Regions from separate parts of the Gossypium hirsutum genome. Here region 1 is linked to region 2. A link is a contact called in public Hi-C data. All regions are on one chromosome and are shown on one strand. Each heading gives the region's core, a stretch centred on a gene start, on an enhancer-like site or on the middle of the called end of the contact. The rest is flanking DNA. Distances are from core to core; before and after follow the strand shown.

Evidence for each region. A called contact is a pair of places that touch in the nucleus more often than the background predicts.
Region 1: a Hi-C map of fibers shows a contact between it and region 2, with 3 times the contacts expected there. The contact joins the promoter of LOC107922254 here to the promoter of LOC107922386 in region 2. A contact is called at or near these places in 5 of 34 Hi-C or Micro-C datasets (fibers, leaf, petal and 1 more).

The regions. Positions count from the first base shown.
Region 1 is chrD01:49,219,804-49,225,060 of Gossypium_hirsutum_v2.1, forward strand. It overlaps LOC107922254 (histidine kinase 3), which reads right to left and starts at 2,901. Exons shown (of 11, transcript XM_016852186.2): 1 at 1,747-2,901; 2 at 1,266-1,547; 3 at 894-1,063; 4 at 419-631; 5 at 1-186. The coding sequence starts at 2,235. It overlaps LOC107921906 (a long non-coding RNA gene), which reads right to left. Exons shown (of 3, transcript XR_001691136.2): 1 at 5,250-5,257; 2 at 4,982-5,143; 3 at 3,597-4,095.
Region 2 is chrD01:48,856,177-48,861,476 of Gossypium_hirsutum_v2.1, forward strand. It overlaps LOC107922386, which reads left to right and starts at 2,067. Exons shown (of 8, transcript XM_016852401.2): 1 at 2,067-2,270; 2 at 2,856-3,197; 3 at 3,776-3,847; 4 at 4,003-4,070; 5 at 4,213-4,363; 6 at 4,621-4,701; 7 at 4,794-4,883; 8 at 4,985-5,282. The coding sequence starts at 2,952. The coding sequence ends at 5,074.

The DNA of each region.
Region 1 (5,257 bases), core at 1,651-4,150, 360 kb after region 2:
TGAGATTTGGCAACATCAGCTGCCTCGGCCTGCTTTTTAAGCTCCATCATCTTATGGCAGTCATCTTCCACCTTGGCAATTCGATTTACTGTTGCATGGAATATATGCCCAACAAGTAATGCAATCACAAGGATGCCAATTGAAGTGGTTATTCCTAACCATGGCCATGGTGGCTTTTGCTTAAACCTAGAATAAAAACAAAATTAATCCAAGATTTATATTCAAGTTACGTTATTTTTAAAATGTTTTGGTTTCTTGAAGAAAGAAGGAAAACAATTTAGAACATCTCTTGAAGATTAAACAACCTTGTTTTATGGGTGTAGATAACAGTCCATGTTATATAAAGGTTGACACGCACTTGCAAAGGCCCATATCAAAGAGAAGGTGAAATCTGGGCAATCGAAAATCTATGAACTACCTGCAGCGCATCTCATGCTTTCTGAATGGATCTCCAAAATTAAGGAGGCTGACATGCTCCAACCCGTCATTTGATGCGTTCGAGCCATACATGCTGATAGGGTACGACTGATTAGTTGTATCCAGCACATTCACAAGGATTGTTTGTTTACTTGCAAGCTGTTGTAGCAACTTCTCCACAAGTGACTCAATATCAAACACTCCACCAAGATACCTGATTGAGATCATCTTATCAGAGCCATTAACTAGAGCATCCTATCAGGGATCTCGTTTAAAAAGAAAAGAGCTTGGTTCACCCTTTTTAACAAGGCATTATTTTCATTGATGTCTGTAAGCCATTGCAACTTTTACCTTTTTCATGTATGTATGTGGTTTCAGAGATGAGAAGCCTAAGGAATTCATCTTCCCACTAATTTTTATAAAAGGAGGAGACATTGATTGGACATTCCTACTTTTTGTGCATACTGAAAACATACCCGTCAGTAGCTTGAATCCTCTCAGTAGGAGTTGCATTCAACGGCAGATCCCTCTTGTAGACCGCAAATGTCAAAATAACTCCAAGACGATTTGTTTTGAGTAGCCTAAATGGAGCTGTTAGCACCCCTTTTCCTGATTTTCTTGCACACAATACATTCTTGCTATCCTCCTATCGGTACACAAGAAATTCAGTATTCATAACTGAAGAGTGTAATTAATAATGAATTCAAAATTCTTGAGAGATTGAAAATATTTTATTCTTCCTAACTAGAAAGTAGTACAATTAAATCTTCAGTCGAGTTAAGCTTAATACAAGTGATCCAAGGATCCTTGGGTTTCTCAATAAGCTTTTAGATAGTAAAAGAGCTAACCTGTCCTGACAGCATATCAATAGAAACCACATGTGATATGATATCCTGCGCAAAGACAACAGGAGCATATTCTTCCTGAATGGGCGATGGTTCTAAGAGGTCAGGATTGTAGTCATCCTTATGAACTGGGTTTTGTTCAAGGGTATCCATCCTCTTAATAGTCCAGCCCTGTTGCTTCTCAAATTGTTCCCTTTCCGAGTGGAGCACCCTTACAGCATAAGCCACACCACTTGTAAGAGGTCTCTCAAAAGCAGTTCGTTCCGTATACCTCGCAAAAGTCCTCTAGATGTGATTAAAGTGAGTTCCCTTTGTTATCCAAAAAAAAGAAGGATCATAATTCCTAACTACAAACACTCAGACCTGGTTTGGCTATCAAGTTAACAAGATCATTATTTGATAAACTGATCCTGATCAATAAAGCAAAGGAAATGCATAATCATCTATCTTAACTAAAAGTTACAAGATGAGGATATTAATTTACCTGATCAATAGCCGAGGGGGTTTTGCCATGGTGGAAAGTTGAGATCAAAATGGAGATGGCCTGGATATGGTTCATGCTTACATTAAACTGATCCTGCAGCATCCTAGCTCTCTCATCACATATGCTAGTCAATGTCTCCATCCTCTTTTCGGTAGCTTGAAAGCTCATATAATAGAATATAGAAATAGAAGCCAAAATCCAACCAATTATCCATGAAAACAAGAGCTTTCTCCACCAAGTCTTGCTAATTCTCTTGGAACCCACATACTGATAATATTGATGGTGGATGTTGAAGCTATAGTTTGAGAACTTGTCCCAGCATTTCAACCACATCTTGCTACCACTATGACCAAGGAGAACTGCCTCAGCGCCCTTAAATTCACCATTAATGAACCAGTTCACGGAAATCATAGATGCTACCCAGCAATATAACATCCAAAGCAGATGCCCCACCTTTAAACCAAACCCAAATACATGGAGCAAACTCATCCAAGAAACAGTGACCAATTGTGGGTCTCACTTCCTTCTTAATTCCAGCTAAAGACAGAGACCCACTGTCAAATCTATAGAAACTGTGTAGTAAAATTCTGCATCAACAGAAAATTAAGAACCTTGGGATAAGAAGAACCCTCTCCCAGCAAACTCCAAATTTACTATGTGACGGACTGTAAGGCCTTAGACCGTGAGGGAAAGAAAAAAAGATGCTTATCTTATCCAGCAATATAGCTTTCTAACTGAGGATGGCAAAATAGAAAACCCAGAATTGAGGAAGATAAAAAGGAAAAATTTTCACAGTAACCACAAAAAAGAATCAAAACCCCCCTCAAGATTCTGAGTTTCTAATTCCAAACACAAATTATACATTATACTACTACAACACTGTAGTACCGGTACTACCAGTATATATTATTAATTTTTGTCTTTAAATATAAAATAATATAACAGATGAGATCTATTCTCGGATTGGCTGTACTTTATGATAACAAAAGTACCCTTTGCTGCTCTGTATGAAAACAAATTTCTATACCAATTAACATAATTTCTTTTTCTTTTTTATTCCACTTCTGTACCCATTTTTGAGATTAGGAGCCGTCTTATTTTTCGAAATTGCCATCTGAGTCAAAAACATTAGATCAAGAAGACGATAGAGTTTTTAACCTATTTTGGATTATTGAATTTAGGGTCAGTAAAATATTTTTCAGAAAATGATTTATGAAAAATATTTTATTTTTCTGTAAAATAATTTACTGGAAAATATTTTCTGGTATTTGATTGAATCTCTGTAAAATATTTTTTGCTGTTTATAAATTTTTTGAAAATATTTTTCGGAAAAGTTATTTTTACATATATTAATATATGTTAAGCTAATTATCATGATTAATACAATACTTCAATAAATGATTTGGTTACCATGACTATGCATACATACATATCAAGCTAATTGCCATAATTAATACAATACTTCAATAAATGATTTGGTTAATACAATACTTCAATATATTTGATAAGCATATAATGAACAAAAAAATAAAATAAAATTACTTATTTTTCCATTAGATTAGAATTCACTAACTATTTAATTAATCACCATTAGATTAGAATTCACTAACTATTTAATTAATTATGACCAGCTTTACGAATTGTTAATGATTTCTTAAAAACTTCAAACAGCTTTGCGAATTGTTACATATTTGTAGGCCAAATAAAACAGTTTTGAATATTTTAAATAATATATTCTTACATAAAGTGAATAGTGGTATATTTTAAATAACAAATGCTTTGTGTCTACAAATTACATTTTGTAATAGGATTTTGCTAATATATAGTAATATCTTCTGAAGCATTAGAAATGATGAATAAACTTGTCAACTATTGCACATGATACAATGTTATTATAAATAATACATTTACTAACTTTAAAGAGTGCCATAAACATGCTTGTTAGCAAAGCCCTTTATAAGAAAATGGTTTGCTTAGCAAAATGAACTCTGAATCGCTGATAGTTTACGGAGCTGTTGGCACTTATATACTAAAAACTTAATCAATAAATATGGATCCAAATATATGACCTACATGATTAGTAATTCTAAACCACATATCTTAAGTACATCAAGTATTTCCTCTCCTTTTCTTCCAAGTCATATGCATATGTTGCTATCTTATCATTCAACATTCCTTTTCACCCACCATTTGTGGTGTATTTATTGAAGTGGATTATGAAGATGATCAGATTTGAAGGAATAAAGAGGATAGCTTCTCCTAGGCCACATTGTATGAGAAGCCAAATTGGTACTCGTATCCTCCTTTTAAAGGAGCATCATATGTGTTCTTGGATAAAAGTTATCATATCTGACATTCAGAAAAAAAAAAAAAAAAGAAGAAAAGAAATAAGAGTTATCCTTTCCAGGCCCCTGCAATACACCAAATGCATCATTCATGCAGCATCTAAGGTTTTTTATTTCCTTTTCTTTTCTGGCCACTTGTGTACTAAAGTTGAGTTTATTCTAAATGCAATATAGATACTTTTTAAGTATTCCCACATCCAGTGGGGCTGTTGGTTTAAAGTTTGAAGTGAAATCCTCTAAATCAATTCTAAGATCAAGGTAAAATGATTCCTAAAAAATTAAGATTCTAAAATCACTGTAACTGATACATAAAATCAGTCTAAATAATACATGTTTCCATAATAGTTGACTAATTACATTTTCCTCATACATCAATAACAAATACTATTAAGGTATAATTGTCTTTTAAATTCTTTTAGTATAGTAAATATGAGCATTATTTTAGTGACCAACAAATAACCATCAAATCCTCTAGAACAGAACATAAGAAATTCATAAAAGTATAACATCAGCAACTTGAGATTTGCTATTGACTAAGTTGTAGGCTTTCAAAAAATGCTCAAATCACCTAAACTCAAAATACTGAGTCATCCCAAAACATGCTCATATCACCTAAACTCAAAATACCGAGTCATCCCAAAACATGCTCAATATCTCTACTTCTTTCCACAGACATTACCTTATGCAAAATAAAACGCAAAAATTAAGCAAAATACAACGAAAAACCATTCTCAGGGCATAGAAATTAGAATCGTAGAAATCCATCATTCAGATTATAAAAGAAAAAAGAAAAAAAATCATTATTCAATAATCAATATATCTACTACTTTCCACAAAAAATCAAAATTATTACCCACAAAGAAAATAATTAACATAAAAAGTCTTTGTACCCTTAAATGCCCGATTCTGGAACTGGGAGCAGGACTGGAGGTGGACCGGTAGAGGTGGATCAGTGGAGGTGGATCGGTGCTCGGTGGAGGTAGCTTGATGCCTTGATTTTGGAATTAGGAAAAAAAGGGAGGAGGGCACGATAGGGTTAGAGATTTGGAAGACTGTTGAATAGTAAAGCAAAAGTTAAAATTAGCAACATTATTACCCAAAAAATCAAAATACAACGCAAAAAAATCATGAACATCAATGAGTAAACAAACGGTTTACCTTAAATA
Region 2 (5,300 bases), core at 817-3,316:
AACAAACTTTTTTTTTCTTTCTTCTTAGCATAAACAACAATTGGTATGAGGAAGAAGATATCATCCATTCTCTTTTCCACTCACTTAATATATATAAAAATATTAGCAAAATAATTAAACTTAATTAAGCCTTAAACGGATGGTTATTATCTATCATTAATTAATTTAGTGGAATTGGATGAATGAGATAAATTCATTCAACTATGGAATAATGATGGTAATATATCAACATGGTCCTTGGATCAATTGCCAAATAAAGCCTCACACATTTCTTTAATCAATTCTCACTTGTGATGGCTCATTTGCAATTTAGTCCCTGTACTATATTTAACAACATTTTCAATTTAATTGCTCAATAATTCACTATTATAATCTCATACTAGATATGTCAACTCTTCAATTAATAATTCACTAATTCAAATTACAAAATCTGCTTTAAAATTGTGTTTTCCAACACCGTTTAAAATCGGCTCGTTACAACATATAATAACTATTATTGAAATAAAATTTGAATTTACCACCCAATTTGCTTGAACTAGCTCGATTTGGTTAGGTAAGTTAGTTGTAATAGCTAACTACAAAAGATGATATACTATTACACAATATAATAATATAGTATATAATTATGAATAAAACTATTGATACATATATACAACTATTATTATATTATAGAAAGCTTCAAAAAAATATTTTTAAAAATAAATTAAAACTCTAATAAAAAAAACTACAATAATTTAAGTCCTTAATTGAAAATTAGCAATAAATTGAGCCTCCAAAATATAGCTTTCCGTCAAAGCATCTAACATGGGATGATGTGGCAATTATCATGAAAAAATGATGACTAGGCAATTGGAGTGGAAAAATAGTTTAATTTTTTAAATTATTTTATTAACACTAATAATATTTTTGTTGAATTTGTAGACGTGACATTAAGAATTTTTTACTTACAAACATTACATGTAATAAGTATTGTGTAGTTATGTTATAGATAACATTTCTATTAAAATAAAACATCTATATAAAATTATTGCTTTATATTAAGTGACTTTTTATTGTGTTATCATCGTGTGTAAAAGTAAATTAATTGTTACATTTGAAATATATTTTATAAAATATCAAAATTATTTGAATATGTTTAAGCTTGTCCAACCAAAATTGATTCAAATCCGAGAAAATTCAAGCTAAAAAAGATTCGAATCTAAAAAGGATCGAGTCTGAGAAAACGTCTAACCCAAAAATATCCAAGCCTGAATTGATCTGAACTCGAGATAATATAAGCTCAAAAAGAGCTCGACTCGAGTTTGTCCTAACCCGTTCGTTTGGCACTTGTACTAAAAATTAATTAAACCCTCGTAAAATAATTGAAAAATAAATTAAGCCCTCATAAATTTATTTAAAAATCAATTAAACCTTTTTCATGTCACATCATCTTAAAAGTTTAATTATTTAACATAGATTTGAAGTCTTAATATTTTATAATGAACAGTACTTTAAATTAGGTAAACAAACCCAACCCCGTCCGACAAATAAAAAAAAAAACTATCTGAAGTCTCCACAAACCTAAACAAATTACTCAAAAAACACAACAGATTTAATGCTTTAAATGTTTTATTTTTAATTGACTTTGCAATCTATAATTAATGTTTATGTCATTGTTACTTAAATGTGTTTATAAATTAGTTAAAAAAAGAATTCTGATTTTTATAGTATTTATTAAACCATTGACTGCTCTCAATTCGGTTAAGAAATTACGAAATTATTATTATTCGAGAGTACTTTAGTCTTTTCATTTTAATAGAAATCAATTAAAATATGTATATGGTGGGATTTAAACCCGCACAAATCAAATTACTAAATTTTATATATATACGTTTTAAATTTCCACACGCATTAGTCCAGTCTGTAGCGTTTTCCCATAAAGAAAATGGAAAATTAACACAAATTTGAATTGATTTGATCTCATTTTAGAAAGAGAAAGTTAAATGGGCCTGGCCCAACTTGAACACGTCTACATCTTAGTCCGTCAATATTGACCCCATATTATCCTATATAATTAAGAAAGAGATGGTGGTAGTGCAAAAACCTGTACTTGTTCTTAAAATATAAAAACGGGAAATGCGGGGTGGTGGCTCAAGAATCTTCCTCCTCCCTCACCAAAATCATAACAGACATGAAATCCCATATATAATAACTGAAACACCGGATTCCAATACATTCTTATTTACCTCAAAACCCCATACATTTGCTTGAAGAAAAACGATCCCTTTCTTGTAAGTTTCCTCTTTTCTTTTATGCTTTAATGCTCTTGTAATCGTAAAGCACTCTCTCTTTTTTGCCCTCTTTGTTATTGCTACCTTTTTCCCTCTCATTCCTCTTTTCCTTTCTTTTTGTCTTTTTGGCTTCTTTGGGTACTTCCCTTTCTTCATTCTGTTTTCTTTAGAATGTTTTTGGATGTATTTTCTTCAATGGCTTCATGCCAATTTGTTTGCTTTTGTGGGTTTTCTTGTTCCTAGGCATTTGTATTAAGTGCCTGTCAAAAAGCCCCTCTTTTTCTTTTCATCTCTCCCTTTTCCTCCTCTGCTTAACCTTTTCAAAATTTTAAACTTTTTATATCTGTATTTGCTCCAATATGTTGAGCTTTTGATGCTGTTCGTTTCTGAGAAAATTTCTTCTTAACTCTCTATGAGGTGCTTTTGTCCATACTTTATTACATGCACTTGTTAGGGTGTCCCCAATTCTCCTGGTTTCAGTTCCGCAGTTGAGAGGGGCCTTATATGAACTTAAATCTTATATACTAACACCTAAATTTTGAAAGTTTTTGATTGTTTCTAATCATTTGTAGTTGTTGTTCACAGCAGGAAATTAAACAAGAGAACTTGATCAAAACCATTCCTGCCTTGTCTTTGGCTTGTTTAAAGCTGATTGTTGAATTTTCATTTTTGTATCTGATTATGGGGGATCATTTTGTATTACTAGTGGACCGGTTGATAACCGAATCCACATTGGAAGCTGCAATTGAAAGCAGGAACCGGTCTTTTCAGGCCACTGCATCAGTGGTTGATGACACTAAGGTATTCAACTCTTCTCCAAAGTTGAATTTATCCTCCCTGGGGGAAATTGTTGAATGTAGGATATGCCAAGATGAGGATGTAGACTCGAATATGGAGACCCCTTGTGCTTGCTGTGGCAGCTTGAAGGTTAGTTTGGTGCTTATTTGATTATAATTTTTCAGAATTTGAATATATCTGTAAATGTTATGTATATTAAGATAACCCCACAAAATTTTCACTATAATGATTTGCAGTGTTCTCACGGCGCCGCACTTGATAACATAAGTGAAACTTTTGCATGTTTTATAGACAAATTAGATCACTCTTTTAGAGTTTCGTATTATAATTATATATCTTAGCCTTACACATATACATATATCGCCTTACTCACTCATATGAGCACTTTTGTGTTGCACGTTGCACCTCATGCAATATAAGGGTTCTAGTGCCTAGAGTGCGCCTTGCAACTTTGACAACATTTTGTTCCCAATTTTAGGTGAATGATGTGATGAACTTTGTGTAGTTTTTGCTCCTTAGAAGTTTGAATACATCATCAGTTTCAATCGGGCTCCTATATCCTTCAATACTCATTCATTTTCAGTAAATCTTTTTAAAGAATCCAGTCTAGGGGAACCTGTGAATATGCATTTTCCTTCTGAAGGGTTTAGCTAGTCTGATTAGTTGAAGCTTGATTTTTCTACTAACCCTTTTTATTTTAATTACAGTATGCGCATCGCAGATGTGTACAGAGATGGTGCAATGAGAAGGGCAACACTACCTGTGAAATATGCCATCAGGTACCATAATTTTACATTCACGACCCAGGGTTCTTGTTAAAGCATTTTTTCCCCCTTCTAACTCCAACTTCTTAAAGTGGTATGGAGCTCGAATTCTTCATTGATATATAGTTTCTTACCTAAATTTATGTGATCATACATCTTCTGCATTACAGCAATTCAGGCCAGGTTATACCGCGCCACCTCCCTTGTTTCATATTGGGCGTATTCCAATGAACTTCAGGTAAGTTTTGTTTGAAATTTAACTGTTTTAGGCATTAACTAAGCACTTCTAGTCAAATTAAGAGATTTTAAAGTGCTTCATTTTTCTGTGGAGTTTTATGAATAAGTAACCTTTATGCCTTTCTTTTTTATTATGAAATCAGGGGCAATTGGGAGATATCTAGGAGGGAGTTAAACAATTCTGGCTTTATAGCAGTGGTCTCAACAGATCACAGCTTACTGGATTCTCGCTATGATGAATATTTAGCTTCGACTACAAGAAGCTTAACCGGTTACCGTATGGTTGCAATACTTGTAAGTCTCTCTCCCTCTCCCTTGGGAAAAATCTGTTTTAACTTGTTAGATTGACATGGCAGGCCGCTGCTTACCAATGTCCGACAGATTTGGACACGCTTGACATATAAGAATTGTATGATATTATATGGAAACATTACTGTCATATCATATTGTACTCATGTTTTAATCTTTAAGAAGAAAAAAAAAACCAAGTATTGTGTGACTATATTTGTGTTCAAGTTCTTTTTCTAATTTGTTGTGCTTTTAATCTGTAGTTCATGCTGCTTTTGGTTTTACGGCATATTCTTCCTGTCCTACTAAGGGGAAGCGATGACTTCTCTTTCCCATTATTTATCGTAAGCCGTCTTTTTCCCCCATGCATTTAAAGAATACCATCAGATTCTTTACTTTTTAGACTTATAAACTTATCACTTCTTTTGTTTTACAGTCGATATTACTTCGGACCATCGGAATTATCCTGCCAATGTATGTCATTTTTAAAACAGTGACTGCCCTCCTTCGCCGAAGGCAGCATCAGGTGAATACTTGCCATTAATTCAGCTTGTATTTCCTACTGTTCGGGTTGGTTGTCTATTGTTTGCTTATCAGAGCTACGTTTTTTTGCCGTTGTTCCATTAGGAGACACCAAATTCATTGTTTGCTGAATCAGAGGAAGAGAATGAAGTTGCTATCATGCAAACTCAGCCTCACATAGTTAACATACATTGAATTCCGACATGGATAAGATACATCTCTGTATCTTCAGTAGGTGAAAAGAGTTGAAAAGTAGGGGTTGATATCAGGTAATAATATAGCTTGTTTCGCAGATAATTTTAGCTATCAAAGAAATATACATTAAAGCCAAGAAATCCAAACAATGTACGGTGTATATATTCATTGTGCAGTTTATAAAAAGAACAACCACAAATTCAAGTGAGATTTGCTTACTTGTACA